2 separate regions of the Danio rerio genome follow, and region 2 is linked to region 1. A link is a contact called in public Micro-C data. All regions are on one chromosome and are shown on one strand. Each heading gives the region's core, a stretch centred on a gene start, on an enhancer-like site or on the middle of the called end of the contact. The rest is flanking DNA. Distances are from core to core; before and after follow the strand shown.

Region 1 (6,186 bases), core at 2,557-5,056:
AGCTTCTGTTAGGATATAGGCCTAACTTTAGTCCTCTGGCTGATCTGGCTCTGAAGGTTTCTGTTGATGCCTTCAACAGGCAGTCCAGCCATTTCAGTCTACACAAGCCAACTAGCAAAGCAGTTCAACAGGTAAGACATCTACATGTATTAAATCTGCCAGCTTCTCTCTGTCCTGTACATATAAAAGCGGCCGCTAAACCGGTGACCGAGCGCTTTTTCACAGTCAACTACCGCCATCTAGTGCTTATGTCAATACAAGTCAGCAAGAATTGAGTAACATAATTAATTGTTTACTCACCCTCGTGTTACCAAATCCGTAGTCTGTTTTCATTTAACGTTAATAAAATAATGTAACATAATTATGTCCTGTTGTAGCATTGCGAGTGAAGTTAATAAAATTATGTAACAGATCTACGTCCAGTTGTAGCACAGCGAGCGAAATAGCCATAACGTATGCCATAGTTATTGGCCTATTTGACTCATGCCAAACTAGTGTCACGGCAGTTTCGTGGGGAATTTCTTATTAAAGCCACACAGTCGTGTAGGTACATATAATTTCATAACCATATCTACGTTTTAAAACGAACACACACCTTTCAAATTGTAAAACATTTGACAGCTACAAACCTACACCGCACGCCGTCAGCAGATCATCCGCCATCTTGAATGGATCATGTGTCATCACTCACAAAGTAAAAAGTATGGACATGTTTTATCAAAACTGTTCATTTTCTTTATCAGAGACAGAAACTGTGCCGATTTTTTATTTATTTATTTATTTTTTTGAATTGTCAGATCTCGAAGAAATTATGACCATAAATGGCAAATTATTGCCAAATTTCCGTTTAGAATACCAACATAATTAGTTTTGGGTTTTTGAACTACAACAAAAACAAATGGAGAAGGACGCTTATGTTATTAATCTTTTGATAATATTTACAAAGTACCACATTCACAGTTGCAAATTTAATAAAAAAAAAAAAAACATTTTATCCTGCTACAAATAGAATCAAAACACTATATAAATTATAAAGCAAAGCACTAATAAAAAAGCCATCAAAACCTTTACTTGAAACCTTCAAGATTTTGTAATCAAGACCCTTCTCTGTTAGTATGTATACATTGTCTTATTTTGTTTTGTAAACCCCTGACATTTTTTTCTTTTTGTATTGTTCTAAATGTTGTTCTTTAAGCATTAATAAATAAAAAAATATGGACATTTGTTTTGTTCATAAATCAAAAATGTCTCTGCTCGTAAAACATTTCCAGACAAAAACGGATAACAACAAATGAGAAGTAATATTAGCTTTGTGTTAAACCCCACAGTCATTATATTGTATTTGTTAAATAGCACACCTACAATCAATGAACTTGTACTACAGAGTGGCCTTGACCCTATATATCTACCTTTATCCGCACACAAGGTCTTTAAAAGTAAAAATAAAGGAAAAAAAAACTAGTAAAGCTAGGCTAATTAATAGTAAATAGGCCTACTAGTCTATAGATAGTGTATTTACATACTACACTTTTCTACTACAGTAAATTGTGGTGTATTGTAGTTGTTTAAGAATACAGTTTTGTGTATTTTTTTATATTAGTTGTTTTAATGGCAACTACATAATTACCGAAACATTAATTCTTTAACATAAAGGCTAGTATTCAAAAACACTATATTATTTACTATAAACAACTACAGTATTTTATCATATGGGTTGTTCTAGATACTATTTCTTTGTATTTGTTTTAATTTCAAATAACTGTATTTGTTTTCATTTCAAATAACTATAAACTACAATTAAGTCAATGTTGATGCATGTTTTTTCAATGTATTCATTTAAATAATAGATCATGGATTTACTAGAATACAATTATATGTTATTCAGCACACCCCATTTTGAAAATGAATGTATTAGTTTGCACTAGTAAACTAGAGAATGTGCTAGTTTTTGGACCACTATCATCAGTTATTTTGTTAGATAAGCTCCAGATTTGGCTTCAGTACTGACTAATCTAATGCATATGCACAAATATAATGTTGTAAAGCTTCCAATTAAAAATATGAATTTAAAAGATAGATTTGTGAGGGGTGTACTTATATATGCTGAGCTCTGTATATATAAAATATATTATGTATAAGGTGAGAAGGACCCATGGCCTGCTTCTACCAAGATTCTGAAGAGCACTTTACAATCCCATGAGGCCATGGGAAAGATTTTATGAATGAAGGCAGGTAGGTCATGTGACAACATAGTAAATCTAGTATATACGAATTCCATTCATACTACTCATATTCATGCTATGCAGAAACTTTTTTTAACAGCCTAGTCAGTATTTCACATTTCAGTGCATAATTAGTTTTAAGACACAAAACCTGCATAAGTACATAACAGACTAGCACTTGACATGTTTTCACAACAAAAAGCTTTACCCTCGTCCAGTGTCTGCAATTTCTTTAAACTTTGAGCACTAAACATGTCTTTCTACCCATTTAAACTTGAGCCGAAGGTATCCTCTTAAGAAACTGTGAAACAATAGTCTTAACCATTTTTGCCACCTTCTAGACCAGTGGTCACCAAACTTGTTCCTGGAGGGCCGGTGTCTTGCAGATTTTAGCTCCAACCCTAATCAAACACACCTGAACAAGCTAATCAAGGTCTTACTAGGTATACTTGAAACATCCAGGCAGGTGTGTTGAGGCAAGTTGGAGCTAAACCCTGCAGGGACACCGGCCCTCCAGGACCGAGATTGGTGACCCCTGTTCTAGACTAACTATTAAAAACAATTTGCAGGAGGAAAATGATGCTGTGCATGTTCTGATGATGGTACTCACATCACTGTGCACATACAGGACCTTAGCATACATACAAAAAAAAAAAGAAAAAAGAAAAAAATCTATATATTTAGCTGTCAAATTCAAAATGTTGACGTTAATCTGCTTTACAGACTTTATTATCAGTTGTCAAAAAGTGGCAACCTTTCATGTTTGTAAAAAGATAAATACATATTGATATTATTTTAATCTTTAAATGTACTGTTTGTTTCAGAATTATCAGTTTTCACATATTTCACATATGTTCTATGATATTAAAATATGTTTTAAAACTGTAAACGTCATATCCAACAGTCGTTACAGACCATAATGTTTAATGCATGTAATCCAACTTATGTAACCACATGGAAATACCTTTTAACTTAATAACTTTTTTGCATTCTGTCCTTGAAGATCACACTGGTACGTGACAATATGTATGACATTCTGCTTGATTTCGGAATAATGGAAACAGACTGTCTGAAATATGCCAGAAGAGCATATATGGACAGTTGCCTTTTCAAACGGGAACGTTTTGCGGTAAGAATCAGAATATTTCCCTCTGATTGCTGTATAAGTCTGTCCCTTCACCATGACCTCACAGTAAAATCTCTCACCTTCAATTCTCTTTCTGAAGTCAAAGGAATTGTGCTCCAGTCTTGTGCGTGTTGGCGGCACGTTTGTGGCTCCTCTGGACATCAGCTGTATTGCTGATGTAGATGCACTGAGGTCCAGCTCAGAGTCCAGCAGCGAGGAGCTCTTTTTCCAGAGGACAAGACCTGCTCCATTGCGCTCTTTCTCTCCAGGAGTCATTCTATGCCAAGGACAATTTGACTGTTCCAGATTACTGCTGTGATTTGAAATAAATGTGATTAAATCAAACACACTTTTACAAGATGCATCCAAGAGAGAGAGGAAAAGAAAAAAAAACAGAATCATGTTCTAACAAGCTTAAACTGTTATAAAATGAAGTGTTTAGTCATAGATTGCAGCGGTGTGTGTCGTAATCGCTCGAGTAATGTACTACCCAAGGCACATTCTTTTACATTTGGTTTTAAAAGGCGCATACACTTGTGCACATAATATATTGTTGTTGTTGTTGTTTTGTCCATAACAGACTAGCATTATTATTCATATCATTTTGAAATCAAAGGATTTTCCATAAGATTTTTAATTGTATGATGATAATGAACCATAAAAATAACACGAACTTGGACAACATTCTGTGATTTACACAACTATATTGTTCAGTTTATATGTAACAGACATTTACTTCCCCACTTATTTAACTAAAGGTTCCTGACTTTAAGAAGCAGCATTAGCTCTGTACTCCTCCTTCTGTTCCTACATTTTCATTAGCCTTTGGAAACGCGAATCCATAAAGTACACATTTTCTCAGCAGACGTATTCAAGTTTGCTAGATGGACGACAATGACAATAGGCACACAGTGAATTTTTTGCATTGTACGTCAAGTAAAACTTGACATGACACCTTTTATTTTGTGGCTATGATCCTAAACCCTACAAAGTGTGCAATCTTAGGCAACCATACTGTGGAAGCATGCATGCTAATGTCAGTACATTTTGGCATTGCCGAGACATGAAAGATAGATGTTCCAGATATGTGACACTTTAATACAGCACTGAATAATAAGGAGAACGACATCACTTCCTATTGTGTGTTTCACCCATGCAGAGCTAACGCACATTGATAAAGTCAGGAACTGCAGCTGTATGTACAGATAGATAGCAATGTAACAAACATAAACAGACAGCACATCCCATCCCAGACACAGGCCAGCTACACACTCATGTGGTAACTCATTTTCACTGTCTAACATTTGGACATCTTCATGAAAAGTAAGGGTCCACAATGACACAACATAACAGATTCATCAATAACAATGGTAGCGGTTTTTCTTTCTCCACATTTTAGTGAAAGGTTCTAAATCATTTAAATTAAATCTGGAAAATTTGGTAGAATACTTCATTTAGAACGTATGCTACACAAGTGCAACTCCCACATTGGGATCTGCACTACGAGTGAGGGTGGCTTAATTACCTGTCCCTCGCTATTTGTCTGAGAGTGGATCAACCAAATCACTCAGATAAAATGCGCGCACGCACACACACACACACACACGCACACGCACACACACACACACACACACACACACACAAGCATCAGTTCAGCAACCCTGATTTTCTATCAACGTTTAACGTTTACAGTCAAGGGTTTCAAAACTAAACTTTAAAATAAGAATATATTTCAGGTATTAAATAATTTCATATAAAAAAGTACAAGTTCCCTCCCACCCCAGAGTTCCACATATATATTTTATAATACATATACATCATCCCCCTTCCTCACAGCAGTGTCCATGCAGTACCTATAATAACAACGTCAGTCTCTTTTTCTCAGTATTTTTTTTTAGATCTGCTACACTTAATAGCAAAGCGGCACAAACACGCAGAGAAGCTTATGTTATAGATGGTTTGGCTTTTTCATATCGTGGTTATAATCTGGAGTTAAAATGAGTATTATTTTAATGCAGATTTTTCAGTCACTGAAGACAGAGTGGAAAAGGAGTCACATAGTCATACTCGGCACATGTCCAACTACCACTCGCTTGTCAGTTTAGTGTTTTGGTCCCGTTTGGGTGGAGCAGGTGGGGGACCCCGCCGTAATGTTGCATAGCCTGAGATGTTGGCGCTCGTGTATCCACCCTTTTTCTGCTGGCCCAGCAGCAGCTCTGGAGGAGGGGGTGGAAGGGCCATATCGTCCATTGTGGCTACAGGCTCCAGCTTGGCTGAGATTCGGGAGGAGGTGAGGGAGCCATGTCGAGTCATGGACTTTCTTTTGAGAGTTCTGTTGAGGTCTTCCAGGAAGTTGGGTTGCATGGAAAGATTTGCCTTGGGAGACGTAGGTGGGATCTGAGAGTTAAAAGAGGACAGAGGCATCTGCTGAGGAGGTGGAGAAAGAGCTAGCTGCTCAGGTGGGCCACTGCTGCGGCGATGCATAGTAGGAGGGGGCATTTTCTTCAAGGAGCTCTGCTTCCATGAGGATGTGGAGCTGGAGGAATGCTGGGGTTGTGGGTTCACCACAGCCACTTTGGGAGCCCCAATGTGCAGTTCTGATGGAAGAGGTGGTGGAGGCAGGAGTTCGGAGTCTGGCGGTGGAGGGGGAAACTCACAATCCAGAGGAGGAGATGGAAAGTCTGCGCTGGATTGACGACAGTGACTTTGCCTCCCCTGTAGAGCCAAGGGCAGATTAGCTAAGTTGATCTTGCCTGGTTTTGTTAGTGCCCGAGAAGACTCCTTGGAGGGTGATCCTGTTGTAGAGGATGGAGTTGAGAAGGAGCTGGGTGGGGCTTG
Region 2 (6,186 bases), core at 1,374-3,873, 61 kb after region 1:
TTTCACTGAAAATTTTGCATTAAAATGAAAGCCTTACTGTATATACAGTAGTTCCCACTTGAGGTCTTCGTGATTTTTATTACAAACAAATTTATAACAGCCCTCCTCCAATTACATCAATATTAGTTTAATAGTGACAATGATGTTATGATAATAACACAAAAATATAAATGAAGCATCTTGTATTGTACTGTGTGACCTCACCGTTGATGTTGTAAACGGAGAAGCGGTAGGCCATGTTGGCCATGTTTGAATCTTGTCTGAGAGGAGCTTTCTGCACCTTCTCTGGTCTCCCGTCATCCAGACTCTAAAAACAACAGAGCGATGAGATAACAAAATACAGGAGTTTCACCTGTAATAACACTAAACAGGGATTTGAGGATCTGATTAATTCAGAAAAATACAGATTATCAATGACGCAATTTAATCCTAATACACCTTATTGCATAACATTTAAAACTATTGCATCACGATAGAGTAATATATTAAAATGCATCTACCACAAATTAATTGAACGAGTGTCAGATTTAACAATCAAAGACTTAATGACATCACAGACCTGATCTATGCTGTCAACCGTGACCAGTATGACATTATTAGCATCAGCGCATTAACAGGACACAGATTCACAGTCCTCATCTTTTAGTCTCACCTTTGTTAGTTTGTCCAGCTCTCCAAGCCACGCTCCAAACATTTTGTCCAAGTCCTGGTCCTCTTTATCGCTGTCCTCCTCCGCAGCATGATCCAGCTCGTCATCTGAAAACTGCTCCATCTGAAACACAACCAACATTGTACAGATGTTTACATTTAAAATGCAATCTGAGGTATCATTAATGAAAAAACAACTGTGTAGGTTTAATGATCATTTTATAAACATAGAAAAAAATGCCAACAAATCGAGTTTTTATCAATAAGCTTCATGACTTTTGGACTTTATAATGCTAGAAACAAAATCCATGCAAAAAAAAAAAAAAAAAAAAAGATCTGTCAGGAGACATATAAATTAAAATAGGTGTGAATGTGAAAATAGATTAGTTTACTGACGACCACTGAACCAGTAAAACATAAAAACATGACCAACAGGCATTTGAATGCACATTAAAAACCTTTATGAACACTTTTAGACCTAAAATACGCTTGGTCAATTTGAGCTTGTACCTATATATATATATATATATATATATATATATATATATATATATATATATATATATATATATATATATATATATATATATATATATATAATTTTTTAAAGTTATTTATGCTGATATAGGCCTGTCACAAAAAGCAATTTTTGTTGTGCAATATATTGTCACAGAAGTTTTTGCAATAAGCAATATTATTTTCATTTTTAGATAAAATCATGGCACTGATTATATAATAATTACATAACAGCATAATAATGCAAACAGCCATAAACATTTTATAATACTTATTATTCTTAAGGTTATTTAGATTTCATAATTAGACGTTAAAAAGGTATAGTATATATCTATATATCAACGGTGAGATAGAATGTAAACATCATTGTAAAATGACTTTCATTTTTTTGGTGAAATTGTAAACATATATTGCTGGGGTAAAAATTATTGAAGTTATCTCCAAGTATTGCATGATAAGTCAATATATTGATTATTGTGACAGGTCTTTGTTGATAGAATAACAACAGTAAAAAAATCTATCAATTTAAATTAAATGTAACGCACACAATAATTAAGAAAAGTCATGGGTTTTGTTTCCACAAAGCAATTCGTTTGCAAAAGTTTAAAATGGTCAAACAATGACATTGGTAGATCTGGTGTTAAGTCTGCGATCAATAAAATCGTTAATAAAAAATTGTAAGTTTTAAATTTCAATAAATTGCTTTCTTTTTTACATAATAACCTAATAATAAAAAATGACCATCTTATCTTTATCTTCATAAACAAAAATGACAAAAAAACAGACAGCACAACTATTTTAAACAATAATGTTTTTTCAGCAGTAATGTAGACCTTGTGACATTATACACTGGAGTAATGGTGTAGAAAAGACTCGTTCTGACTGTTTCTCTGGAAATGCTTTATTTATAACTTACTGTGTGAGTTTCAGTAAAATGTTAACATTTTTTATTCTACAGAAGTCTATTAACGCTTTTCCAAATTTCAAATAAAGAGGTTTTGATTTTAAACAAAAAGACAAATGACTATGTGTTGTGCTTGAAAATCAAGGATATTCCAGCAAATATTGATTTCTTAACTCTAAACTTTAAAAAGATGCTCTAAATGACAACATTTTGATTTTATATTTGAAGGATATGCATATTTAATTTACAAACTAAAACAAAACAGTTTAATCAAACACGTATAAATGATAAATCCTGAGAAACTACGAAACACTTCGGAATTCAATGGCTACTGGTTTCCAACATTCTTCAAACTATCTTCTGTGTTTAACCACAGAAAGAGATTTTGAATTTGTTTTGGAACAAGTTAAGGGTGAATAAATGGTGACAGAATATCCATGTCTTGGATGAACTATATCTTTAATCTCAAGTGCACAGGGCCTTTACTAATGCCTCAGATTTATAATCAGACGCTGCTCTGAAAATGTAAAACACTCTGGTTCCCTCTAGTGGCCAAGATGACACAGAACCACTGATATTGTATAACAAAAACCACCTCACTATCCAACGTTACTCATGGACAGTGTTGTCAGTCACTATTGTAAATTATGAAGTAATTAAGTAACATCACAGCCACAATTTTTCTTTGAACTCAGAGTATGAATGATTAATTGATAACAAGACTCCAAGCCTGTAGAATCTCTCAATAAGCAGGGCAGATGGAGACCTGGTGTGTGTACAGTACATGTCTGTGGAACACATCTGCATAGATCAGTGTCTTCTTATCAGATGGTTTGGAAATCTTCCTTCCTGGCTGTAAATGGCTGATTTTGGCAAGCTTAGCACAAACACAGTTCAATCGCTGTTACAACACAGAGCCAATAATGCTAATGTTTCAGTACCAAACATCAACATAACACTAGGTTTATGGCACAGCAAATTTTCTTTTTGAGATAATTGTTGAAGCTTTTACCGCAACTTACATTATCACAAAATTGCCAGAAGCTGCAAAAAAAGATTACTTTAACAGTTTAATTTAAAGAACTTTATCCTTTGTGCATTGGTTTATTGTATATACAGTAAATAGTAAACACGTTTCAGACAAATTTTAAGAAAAAATGATAAAACACAATAGCTAACTCTTTACAATAAGGGCTTTATAATAAGTAAGCTGCTCCGTTACAAATGTTAATTTCATTAGTTATTAAAATGTTCTCCCTGCATTCGCGTGGGTTTCCTCCGGGTGGTCCGGTTTCCCCCACAGTTCAAAGACATGCAGTACAGGTGAATTGGGTAAGCTAAAGTGTAAGTAGTGTAAAAATGAGTGTGTGTGGATGTTTCCCAGAGATGGTTTGCGGCTGAAAGGGTAAGTTGGCGATTCATTCCGCTGTGACGACCCCAGATTAATAGAGGAACTAAGCCGAGAAGAAAATGAATGAATGAATGAATTAAATTCAATTCAATTCAGCTTTATTTGTATAGCGCTTTTACAATGTAGATTGTGTCAAAGCAGCTTCACATAAATGGTCATAGTAACTGGATCAGGGTAGTTCAGTTTTTAATGTTTAAGTTCAGTTCAGTTTAGCTTAGTTCAGTGTGGTTTAAAGTCATTATTGAGAGTCCCAACACTGAAGAGCAAATTCATTGATGAGTAGTTTTTCATGAATGAACAATGTTGGAAACTGGTAACCACTGACTTGTATAGTAGGAAAAACAAAACCTAAGTTAATGGATACAGGTTTTCAGCCTTAATCAGATATGTGATATGTGAAGGGTGAGTAAATGGAGACATAATTTTTATTTTTGGGTGAACTATCTCTTTAACTTAACCTTGGAATTATAGGGTTTTATCTGCATTCTCAATGGTTTTGAGATATTGAGCTTCAAAGTTTCTGAATTTCATATAGCAAACAGTGAGTGTGTAACATTTGTTGTTAAATTAAAAAAAATCTTAAAATGTAAACAAAACATCCCATAATGTAAATAAGTTTCCGTTTAATAAGAATATGCCAATATCTATTTTTTTGACAAAAATGTCAGATGCAACCTTATAATTCTAAGATGTTGTTATGTTATTACATGGCTGTCTGGAATACTTAATTCTGATTGGTCAAGTCGCTACATTTTAAGATATGTTACAGAGAGTGGGATTTTGTCATTACTGTACAATGCATTCTGGGAATTAGAGGCAGGTCAGACTTTATTCTGCAACAACAACTACCAGGATAGCCTTTATATACAAGATCAATAACATAAATAATAATAATAAGGTTATGATGACATTCTCTGTTTCACATAGTGAGTCATTTGGTGATATGCATTTCATAGCTCCACACTGTAAAACAATTTACTTTAAAATTAACAGTAACCAACTGGCAAGTTTGGTTGAAAATTTACAAGTGCACTGCAGATAGATGAATACAATTTATTGTAAAGTTTACAGTAACTGTTTACAGTAACTGGCCGTTTTGACTGCATCAAAATTAAATTTAACAATTGTAATATAACAATACAGCATAATTGTAATTATTTATTTATAGAGTTCTTGTAAATTTACAGTTTTACTGGCAACCTAAATTGTTCATGTATTTAAATGATATTTTTCTATTAATTGTATTATAAGACTTCAATCATTTGCTGCTGCGATGAACCCCACTAAAATACACTCTTAATAATAAGAATATTTTTCAAAACCAGAGTAAAAGTTAAGATAATACATTTATACAGTGTTTAAATGACCATGATGATATGCTGGATGATCATTATTATGATATATTGTATGACTGAATGTTAGCACATGCCTAGAGAGCACACCGTTTATATTCAAGCCTCGTTGAACAAAATAAGCACTGTTACACTGCATAACAGAATGGGAATAATCCTCTTACATTATTAAAATTCTTCTCCAGTACTTTGGTCTGAAAATATCCAGTCACTGGTGAGGAAACCTCGTGGACAGACTGTACCAGGCCACAGAAATCTCCACCGTGAACGTTACGGAAAGAGAAGGAAACTAAAACTAGACATGGGCTATTTACAGTAGTTTTGTTGGAACGGTTTCTAACCCGGTCGTTCTGAAGCCAGTGTGGTAGGTATGAAATGCAGAAGGGGGTGAACATTTCAAATCTGGCAACCCTGTAATTGTGGGTCAGTCCTTCTGAAACATGCAGAGGGAAAGTGGGCAGTGGGGTGATGAAGTGCTGGCCAGATGTTGCAGTGTTTAGACCTTCATCACAACAGCCGGCAGGATCATTTGAGATGGAGAACAGAGAGCAGAGACCACTGCAAACCTCTTAAACATGGCAGCACAGCTGAAGAATTATCAACAATGCCTCAATACTTTTACAAATCACCATCTTTACAGTACACCATACAGAAAAATATCAGAAAAGATAATACTGTTATGTACACTACTCTTATGCTCATTCATTTGATTAAAACATGGTAAAAAGCAGGTTTAATTATTATGATGTCTTTAATAGTTTGACATTTTGTCATAATAAATTTTATGTCATAGTCATGGTTTATTTTATAAATATATACTAAAACAGTTGCTGATTACGGTTTATGGAAATTGTGATTTTTTTCTTGACACCATGATTCATAGGAAGTTTCAAAAATAATTGAAGATTTTTTAGTAATATTATTGATGCATTCATCAATGTACTGTATTCTGTCACTTTTGATTAATTTAATGTGCACCTACTAAACACTTTTTCAAATCAAAATAAAGTACAATAAAAATACCATGTTCCCAAACTTGCAAACTATACTGTTTCTTGTTATATTATATTATATTATATTATATTATATTATATTATATTATATTATATTATATTATATTATATTATATTATATTATATCATATTTTTTAGTAAATTGTTTGATTTCACACAAAGCGACTTCTGGGTCCAAGGACTGTATCAATACAGGTAGGCTCATCAAATGGTAACAATAAACATTTACAAAGCTCTACAATACTCTGGAAAAACCTGATCATTGCTGTGTGTATGTATATATATATATATATATATGTATATATATATATATATATATATATATATATATATATATATATA

The links. A called contact is a pair of places that touch in the nucleus more often than the background predicts.
Region 2: a Micro-C map of caudal fin shows a contact between it and region 1, with 2.5 times the contacts expected there. The contact joins two enhancer-like sites. A contact is called at or near these places in 2 of 18 Hi-C or Micro-C datasets (caudal fin and an unstated tissue).

What each region holds. Positions count from the first base shown.
Region 1 is chr9:13,956,480-13,962,665 of GRCz12tu, forward strand. It overlaps raph1a (Ras association (RalGDS/AF-6) and pleckstrin homology domains 1a), which reads right to left. Exons shown (of 15, transcript NM_001366728.1): 15 at 3,965-6,186. The coding sequence ends at 5,431. LOC101885154 (secreted phosphoprotein 24) reads left to right here. Exons shown (of 4, transcript XM_005167509.6): 2 at 1-131; 3 at 3,226-3,351; 4 at 3,449-3,895. The coding sequence ends at 3,667. Among named protein-coding and RNA genes, the nearest start is that of abi2a, 79 kb to the left of the region's middle. Within about 2 kb of position 3,807, at least 1 of the 62 cell types and tissues checked has an H3K27ac peak or open chromatin away from gene starts, as enhancers often do. A contact at or near this core is called in caudal fin, where this site is marked.
Region 2 is chr9:14,018,333-14,024,518 of GRCz12tu, forward strand. It overlaps raph1a (Ras association (RalGDS/AF-6) and pleckstrin homology domains 1a), which reads right to left. Exons shown (of 15, transcript NM_001366728.1): 3 at 653-772; 4 at 205-307. The coding sequence starts at 772. Among named protein-coding and RNA genes, the nearest start is that of raph1a, 88 kb to the right of the region's middle. Within about 2 kb of position 2,624, at least 6 of the 62 cell types and tissues checked have an H3K27ac peak or open chromatin away from gene starts, as enhancers often do. A contact at or near this core is called in caudal fin, where this site is marked.